Linked DNA regions of Macaca mulatta: regions 2 and 3 are each linked to region 1. Evidence: chromatin contacts called from public Hi-C data. All regions are on one chromosome and are shown on one strand. The core of a region is the stretch at or near the end of the contact, and the rest is flanking DNA. Distances in the headings are between cores, read along the strand shown.

Region 1 (2,621 bases), core at 77-2,576:
CCGGGGGCGGGAGACCCGGGAGACTCGGACACTGGTGGGTGGTTGGGTGTAATTAGCGCGGGCCGCGCGCGATGGAGCAAGCGAAGGGTAAGGGGAGAAGAGGAGAGCCAGCGAAGGGGGTGGAAGGGTTAAAAAGAAAAAAAGGATTGAAGGGAGAGAGGGAACGGGCCGCGGAGACGGGCCGACTGTCTCCCTTGTCTGCCCGCCACTGGTCTCCCGGCTGCCCGGCCCCCGCCGCAATCAGGAATTGACACAAAATGGCGGCTCGGCCCGGACCAGCCTAGAGGCTGAGGCGGGAGGAAGGGTGAGGTGGGAGGGGGAACTGAGAGGCGGAGGCGGAGGCCGCGTCACGTGCGGGAGAGGGGTAGAGACCGCTTGCCTGAGGGCCGGCGGAAAGAACCGAAGGCAAAGGGTGAGTCCGAGGGGAGGCGGAAATAGCCGAAAAGAGCTGAGCAGGAGACAGGAGGCGACGGGGGAGAGCCGAAAAGAGCCGAAGCTGGTGATGGGGTGGGGCTAGAGAGAGCATGAGAAACCTAGGGGAGCCAGAAATAGCCTAAGCCGATTGGGACCGGGGAAGGAGGAGAAATTGAGATGGTCCGGAAAGAGCCGAAGGCGGTGTCTGGGTGGGTGGCAGGAGGTGGAAACAGCCGAAAGAAAAGCAGCCAGGGTAATGCGATTAAGAGAATGAGCTGAACGGGCGGGGCTGGAGCGGCGATTAATTAAGAGAATAAACGACTTTCAGGAATTCGCCCGAGAGCAAGAGGGAAGAACCGAAAATTGCTAGTTTGAAGGAAGGCGGGAAGAGCCGATAGTTTTAGGTGGGAGGATGGGAGGGAAGGAATTCAAGCTACGGAGAGAAAAAAAAAAATAACCGAAAGCTGGAGGCCAGGTGCCGAGAGTCGGAGGTTTCCGGAGAAGCGATGAAGCCCAGCCAGCCCGGAGGTGACGTCACTCGACAACTCAGTCGATGACGTCATCCTTGCAGGAGAGAGGGGCGGGGCTTGGTAGTCCATCAGGGGAGTTTAAGGACCTGGGGTGTAGGAGGACCCAGAGAAGGCTCACAAATAGCGGAGATAGAAACACTGGCCGGTGTCATAGGCTGTGTACAAACAAAATCTTTTGACTCTCATAACCGTCCTAAAATAAGCTGCTGCAATTCCCATTTGCAGACTGAAGTTAGGTGTTTTAAGTAATTGGTTCAACGTCATAGGATTAGTGCTAAAGAGCACAGCAAGACTTTTTTGTTGTTGTTGTTGTTTTTAAGACACAGTCTCGCTTTGTCGCCCAGACTGGAGTGTAGTGGCGCGATCTCGGCTCACTGCAAGCTCCGCCTCTGGGTTCACGCCATTCTCCTGCCTCAGCCTCCCGAGAAGTTGGGACTACAGGCGCCCGCCACCACGCTCGGCTAATTTTGTGTGTGTGTGTGTGTGTGTGTTTTAGTAGAGACGGGGTTTCACCGTGTTAGCCAGGGTGGTTCTCGATTTCTTGACCTCATGACCTTCCCTCCTCGGCCTCCCAAAGTGCTGGGATTACAGGCGAAAGCCACCGCACCCGGCCTTTTTTTTTTTTTTTTTTTTTAAGAGACAGAGTCTTGCTCTGTCGCCCAGACTGCAGTGCTGTGACACGATCATACGTCCCTCTAACCTCGAATCCAGGGATCTTCCTTAAATACTTTTGTTAGCTCTTTCTACAGTGCCAGTCCCTGTGATGGACTATGGGAACAGTTTCTGTCTTCATGGAACTTAACCGACAATGCCCCGAGAGAGAAACAGAGTTAAAGAATAAAGGGGGTGGGTGGAGTGTTAGAGGAGAGTCTTGAAATTGCTCTTTAGGCTGGTATATGAAAAAGAAGAGCTGGTTCCAAGCAGAAGAAATACCTTATTTCAGGCGGGGCGATGTTGCTCACGCCTGTACTCCTAGCATTTTGGGAGGCCGAGGCGGGCGGATCGCTCGCTTGAGCTCGGGAGTTGGAGACTAGCCTGACCAACATAGTAAAATCCCTTCTCTCCTAAAAATACAAAAATTAGCAGTACATGATGGCTCACACCTGTAGTCCCAGCTACTTGGGATGTTGAAAAGGGAGAATCGCCTGAGCCGGGGAGGTCGTGAGGCTGCAGTGAGCTGAGATTATACCACTGCACTCCAGCCCGGACGACAGAGTGAGACTCTCGTTTCAAAAAACAAAAAAAAGAAAAGAATACCTTATTTCAGGCCCTGACAAAGCAAAGACCACTTAGATTCCAGGAAGAGAGAAAAACCTCGTCAAGATTGATAAAGCTGGAGACAGAGGCACCATGTGACTTCCTGGTATATTGATCCTACTATTTTTTAAATGTTCCAGCTGGCAGCAGGGCGTGGTGGCACATACCCATAATCCCAACACTTTGGGAGGCCGAGGCTGGCAGATCACTTGAGGTCAGGAGTTTGAGACAGCCTGGCCAATGGGACGAAACCCATACAAAAAATTAGCCAGGCATGGTGTGGCGCGCCTGTAATCCCAGCTACTCGGGAGACTGAGGCAGGAGAATTGCTTGAACCTAGGGGGTAAAGGCTGCAGTGAGCCAAGATGGCACCACTGCACTCCAACCTGGGTGACAGAGCGACACTCCATATCAATAAAA
Region 2 (2,621 bases), core at 50-2,549, 110 kb before region 1:
GCAATAGAGTGAGACCCCGACTCTACAAAAAGTTCTTTAAAAATTAGCTGAACAGGCCAGGCGCAGTGGCTTACACCTATAATCCCAGCATTTTTGGGAGGCCGAGGCGGGTGGATCACCTGAGTTCAGGAGTTCAAGAGCAGCCTGGCCAACATGGCAAAACCCTGTCTCAACTTAAAATACAAAGATTAGCCAGGTGTGGTGGCACATGCCTGTAGTTCCAGCTACTCAGGAGGCTGAGGCAGAAGAATCACTTGAACCTGAGAGGTGGAGGCTGCAGTGAGCCAAGATCGCGCCACTGCACTCCACCCTGGGCGACAGAGCAAGACTCCATCTCAAAAAAAAAAAAAAAAAAGAAAAAAGGCCAGGCGCGGCGGCCTACACCTATAATCCCAGCACTTTGGGAGGCCAAGGCGGGTGGATCACCTCAGGTCAGAAGTTCAAGACCAGCCTGACCAACATGGTGAAACCCCGTCTCTACTAAAAACACAAAATTAGCCGGGCATGGTGGTACATGCCTGTAATCCCAGCTACTTGGGAGGCTGAGGCAGAAGAATCGCTTGAACCCAGGAAGCAGAGGTTGCAGTGAGCCAAGATTGTGCCATTGCACTCCAGCCTGAGCAACAAGAGGGAAACTCCTTCTCGAAAAAATAATTAGCTGGACATGGCGGCGCGTTCCTGTAGTCCCGGCTACTCAGGAGGTCGATGTGGGAGGATCGCAGCAGGCTGAGGCCGCATTGAGCCAAGATTGTGCCGCTGCACTCCAGCATGGGTGACAGAGTGAGACCCCATCTCAAAATCAATAAATAAAAATCTTTTGGGCCAGGCATGATGGCTTATGCCTATAATCCTAGCACTTTGGGAGGCTGAGGCAAGTGGATCACCTGAGGTCAGGAGTTTGAGACCAGCCTGACCAACATGGAGAAACCCCCGTCTCTACTAAAAATACAAAATGCCAGGTGTATTGGGGCATGCCTGTAATCCCAGCTGCTCAGGAGACTGAGGCAGGAGAATTGCTTGAACCCGGGAGGCGGAGATTGCGGTGAGCGGAGATCGCGCCATTGCACTCCAGCCTGGGCAATAAGAGCAAAACTCCGTCTCAAAAAATAAAAATAAAAAAAGAGTCTTGTTTAAAAAATCAAAATTAGTTCAAAAAAAAAATCAATGATGAACAAACTATCAACATTTTAAATAAAGACGATTCAGTAACAGTGTCAAGTGAGTGGAGCCTGAGGCTAAAGGAGAAATCAGTTAAGACTGGCTCTGGATTCTGGGAGTTCAGCAAGGAGGTGACTGCGATAGTCCAGGAGTGAAACGATGGCGGATTAGACCAGAGAAGGACGGTGGTAGTGGAAAGAACGGGGAATTGCAGGTATCTTGAAGGTCAAGGCGACAGAATTTGTTGAAGATGGCATGAGACTGGGGGAGAGAGAAGGTGCAGATGATGCCAGGGTTGCCGCATACGACAGTGTGAGTATCTGATTATCCGCTGTCTTCCCCACTCTCCTGTGAAACCTACGAGGGCAGGAGCTGTGCTCCTCAAGCCACAGCCAGCACCCAGCACTCGCTCCCGGGCTCCAGGCCAACTGCCCTAGTGGAGAATGCGCTGTGTTACTCCATGCGGCCACCAGGGGTCAGCAGAGCGCCGCCCTGCCGAGCCATGGCCATCCCGGGAAGAGAATTAAAGCCCGGATGGCGACTTTTTAGGAAGAAGGCCAGATTAGAAGGAGAAGCAGCAGGCACTGCTGAGGAGGAGACGGGTTTTGAGAAAAAAGGCTGGAAGCGAAGTGTCCCAGGAGCTGGCCAAAAAGCAGGTGAATGAGCTGCTGTTTCTGTCATTGCATCCGTCCACCCATTTATTCCACCATTCAGTCACAGGCCACTCAGGGCCTTGCAGGGCCAGGTGAGAAGCTCAAAGTGTATCCTGAGGGCACTGGGGAGACCAGACTGGGTCCGATTTGCAGGAGCTGAGAGGAGGGAAGAAAGTAGGGATTCAGGACATGCAAGCTCACGGCTAACCTGCCTCCCAGGTGGGCCTGAAGAGCATGCAGTTAACATAAATGTTAGCAAAACAAATAATATTGGCCGGGCACGGAGGCTCACACCTGTAATCCTAGTGCTTTGGGAGGCTGAGGTGGGAGGATTGCTTGAGGCCAGGAGTTCAAGGCTGCAGTGAGCAACGACTGTGCTATGCACTCCAGTCTGGGAGACAGAGCAAGACCCCATCTCTACAAAATATACAAAAAGTTAGTCAGGCGTAGTAGCACACACCTGTGGTCCCAGCTACTTAGGAGGCTGACATGGGAGGATCACCCGAGTCCAGGAGGTAGAGGCTGCAGTGAGCCATGATCACATCACTGCACTCCAGCCTGGGTGAAAGAGTGAGACCCTGCTTAAAAAAAAAAAAAAAGGATTCCAATAATATTAAATTAATAAAGGCTAAAACTCACTGGACCCTTACGAGGTAGCAGGTCTTGTTTTAATGTTTTCACCATCAATTTTCTTTTTTTTTTTTTTTTTGAGACAGAGTCTTGCTCTGCCACCCAGACTGGAGTGCAGTGGTGCGATCTCTGCTCACTGCAACCTCTATCTCCCAGGTTCAAGTGGTTCTCCTGCCTCAG
Region 3 (2,621 bases), core at 78-2,577, 67 kb before region 1:
AAGGCAAGATTGTATGAGCCCAAGAGTTCAGACCAGCCTGGGCAACAAAGCGAGACCCCGTCTCTGCATAAATTAAAATAGTTGGGCACGGTGGTGTATGCCTGTAGCGCCAGCTAAGCAGGAGGCTGAGGCAAGAGGATGACTTGAGTCCAGGAGTTGAAGGCTGCAGTGGGCTAAAATTGTGCCACTGCACTCAAGCCTGGGTGACAGAGCAAAACATTGTCATTAAAAAAATAAAATTGGCCGGGCGCGGTGGCTCAAGCCTGTAATCCCAGCACTTTGGGAGGCCGAGACGGGCGGATCACGAGGTTAGGAGATCGAGACCATCCTGGCTAACACGGTGAAACCCCGTCTCTACTAAAAAATACAAAAAACTAGCCGGGCGAGGTGGCGGGCGCCTGTAGTCACAGCTACTTGAGAGGCTGAGGCAGGAGAATGGCGTAAACCCGGGAGGCGGAGCTTGCAGTGAGCTGAGATCCGGCCACTGCACTCCAGCCCCGATGACAGAGCGAGACTCCGTCTCAAAAAAATAAATTAATTAAATTAAATTAAATTAAATTAAATTAAAAAAAAAAATAGATGGCCACTCCGCTACATTCTGGACCTCGCCTCCGTCACAAGCCCCGCCCCCTGCAGCCTAGATCACCTCCCCCTCCAATCAGCAGAGAGCTTTTTCCCTATTGGTTGTCCCCTCCTCCAATCCTGAACTTCCCCCTCGTCTGCGGGGATCCACACTCCCGCTCTCTGCACAGTGGTGGCCTCTGTAATCGGGACGGACCCCTCTAGTACCCAACTCCACAGACTCTAAGCTTTCCCTGGAAGCCCCTCTTCACACGACAGGCGCGATTCTACGAGGCTGCCTCGCGCAACCCTACCACCCCCTCCAATCCCTACGGCGCCCCGTTACGCGGGGTCCTCGTCCTCCCCGAAAGCCCATCCTCTCTGCGGGCACCTGCGCTCTTGCACTCTGCGCTTCCGTGCGCTCACACTGAAGCCCTTCTCGGAGCCGAGCCCGGGCCCCGTTTCCTGCAGAAGCCTCCGCCCCATCGAGGTTCCACGCGCGCCCGGGACCCCCGTCCCATCCACGCCGCCCCCACCTCCAGCCACCGACCTGTCTCGTGCGCCTTTCGGAGGAGCCAGGCGTCCGCACGGTCCAGCTCGGACACTGGGGGCGGCGAAGCCCCGGCGCGGGGACCGTGGCCGGGGGCGAAGGACCCCCGGGCGCCCCCGCTCCGGGGCCGCTGAGGCGGCAGTAGCGACCTCCGGAAGCGGAGACGGGCGAGGCGAGCGGCCCGAGCCCACCACCAGCCGCCTCCCATGGTTCGCACTACGGGCGCCGCGCGCCGTACCGCCCCACGGGCCTCCTGTAGGTTGCAACCCATGTCACTCAGGCTGAATGGCTTACCCATTGGCTATGCGCTCGCCACTCAGTTTCGGCGTGAACTGTCCATTGGTCGGAATGGTAGTGATTCCCTCCTCTGTCATCTAGGCCGGTAGTGCGCGTCCCTCCTTGATTTTGTCACTGGACTACGAATCCCAGCGATCATTGCGTTCGGGGAAAGACGATCTACAGAAGTCGTAGGCGAGATGTCTGCTGGAACTTGTAGTTTTTATTCTATTTTTTTTTTTTTAACGGAGTACACGCTGAACACCTATTGTAGTTCTTTTCTTTTCCTTTCTCTCTCTCTATTTCTTTCCTTCCTTCCTTCTTTCTTTCTCTTTCCTTCCTTCTCTTTCTTCTTTCTCTCCTTCCTTCCCTCCTTCCTTCCTTCCTTCCTTCCTTCTCTTTCTTCTTTCTTTTTCTCCTTCCTTCCCTCCTTCCTTCCTTCCTTTCCTCCCTCTTCTTTTCTCTTTTCTTTTCTTCTTTTTTTTTCTTCGGAGACTGAGTCTTGCTCTGTCGCCCAGGCTGCAGTGCAGTGGCGTGATCTCGGCTCACTGCAACCTCCGCCTCTCGGGTTCAAGCAATTCTCCGGCCTCAGCCTCCCGCATAGCTGGGATTAGAGGCACCTGCCATCACGCCCGGCTAATTTTTGTATTTTTAGTAAAGACGGGGTTTCACCATGTTGGTCAGGCTGGTCTCAAACTCCTGACCTCATGATCTGACCGCTTCAGCCTCCCAAAGCACTGGGGTTACAGGCGTGAGCCACCGCACCCGGCCTGTAGTTTGTATTAATTACGTCAATTCCAATGGCCAGAAAACAAAACAAAACGTGGGGCACTTAATGGAGAATCTTTGCAAAATCTTGAAGATCTCAGAAAGGAGAGTAAACCTCAACAGTAATTCCACCAATGAGTGATTACTACTACCATCTTGTATTCCTGTCCAGTGTTTTTTCTATGCAGATATAAAATAAGATGCCACCTGACCATTAATTTTTCTTCACATAACAATATATTGTGATCATTAACCCAAAGCATTGATTTTTTATGGCTTTTTTTTTTTTTTTAATTCTAAGTATCAGGCCAGGCCAGGCGCAGTGGCTCACGCCTGTAATCTCAACACATTTTGGGAGGCTGAGGCAGGCAGATCATTTGAGGTCAGGAGTTTGAGACCAGCCTGGTGAAACCCTGTCTCTACTACAAATACAAAAATTATGGCCTGGCATAGTGGCTCACGCCTA

The links. A called contact is a pair of places that touch in the nucleus more often than the background predicts.
Region 2: a Hi-C map of fetal cortex germinal zone shows a contact between it and region 1, with 2.9 times the contacts expected there. The contact joins the promoter of NPAS1 here to the promoter of ZC3H4 in region 1. A contact is called at or near these places in 2 of 14 Hi-C or Micro-C datasets (fetal cortex germinal zone and fetal cortical plate).
Region 3: a Hi-C map of fetal cortex germinal zone shows a contact between it and region 1, with 2.8 times the contacts expected there. The contact joins the promoter of TMEM160 here to the promoter of ZC3H4 in region 1. A contact is called at or near these places in 3 of 14 Hi-C or Micro-C datasets (cortical neurons, fetal cortex germinal zone and liver).

What each region holds. Positions count from the first base shown.
Region 1 is chr19:59,594,386-59,597,006 of T2T-MMU8v2.0, forward strand. ZC3H4 (zinc finger CCCH-type containing 4) reads right to left here and starts at 1,327. Exons shown (of 14, transcript XM_077980466.1): 1 at 873-1,327. The coding sequence starts at 1,013.
Region 2 is chr19:59,488,199-59,490,819 of T2T-MMU8v2.0, forward strand. It overlaps NPAS1 (neuronal PAS domain protein 1), which reads left to right and starts at 1,300. Exons shown (of 13, transcript XM_077980601.1): 1 at 1,300-1,470.
Region 3 is chr19:59,527,219-59,529,839 of T2T-MMU8v2.0, forward strand. It overlaps TMEM160 (transmembrane protein 160), which reads right to left and starts at 1,328. Exons shown (of 3, transcript NM_001266299.2): 1 at 1,112-1,328. The coding sequence starts at 1,319.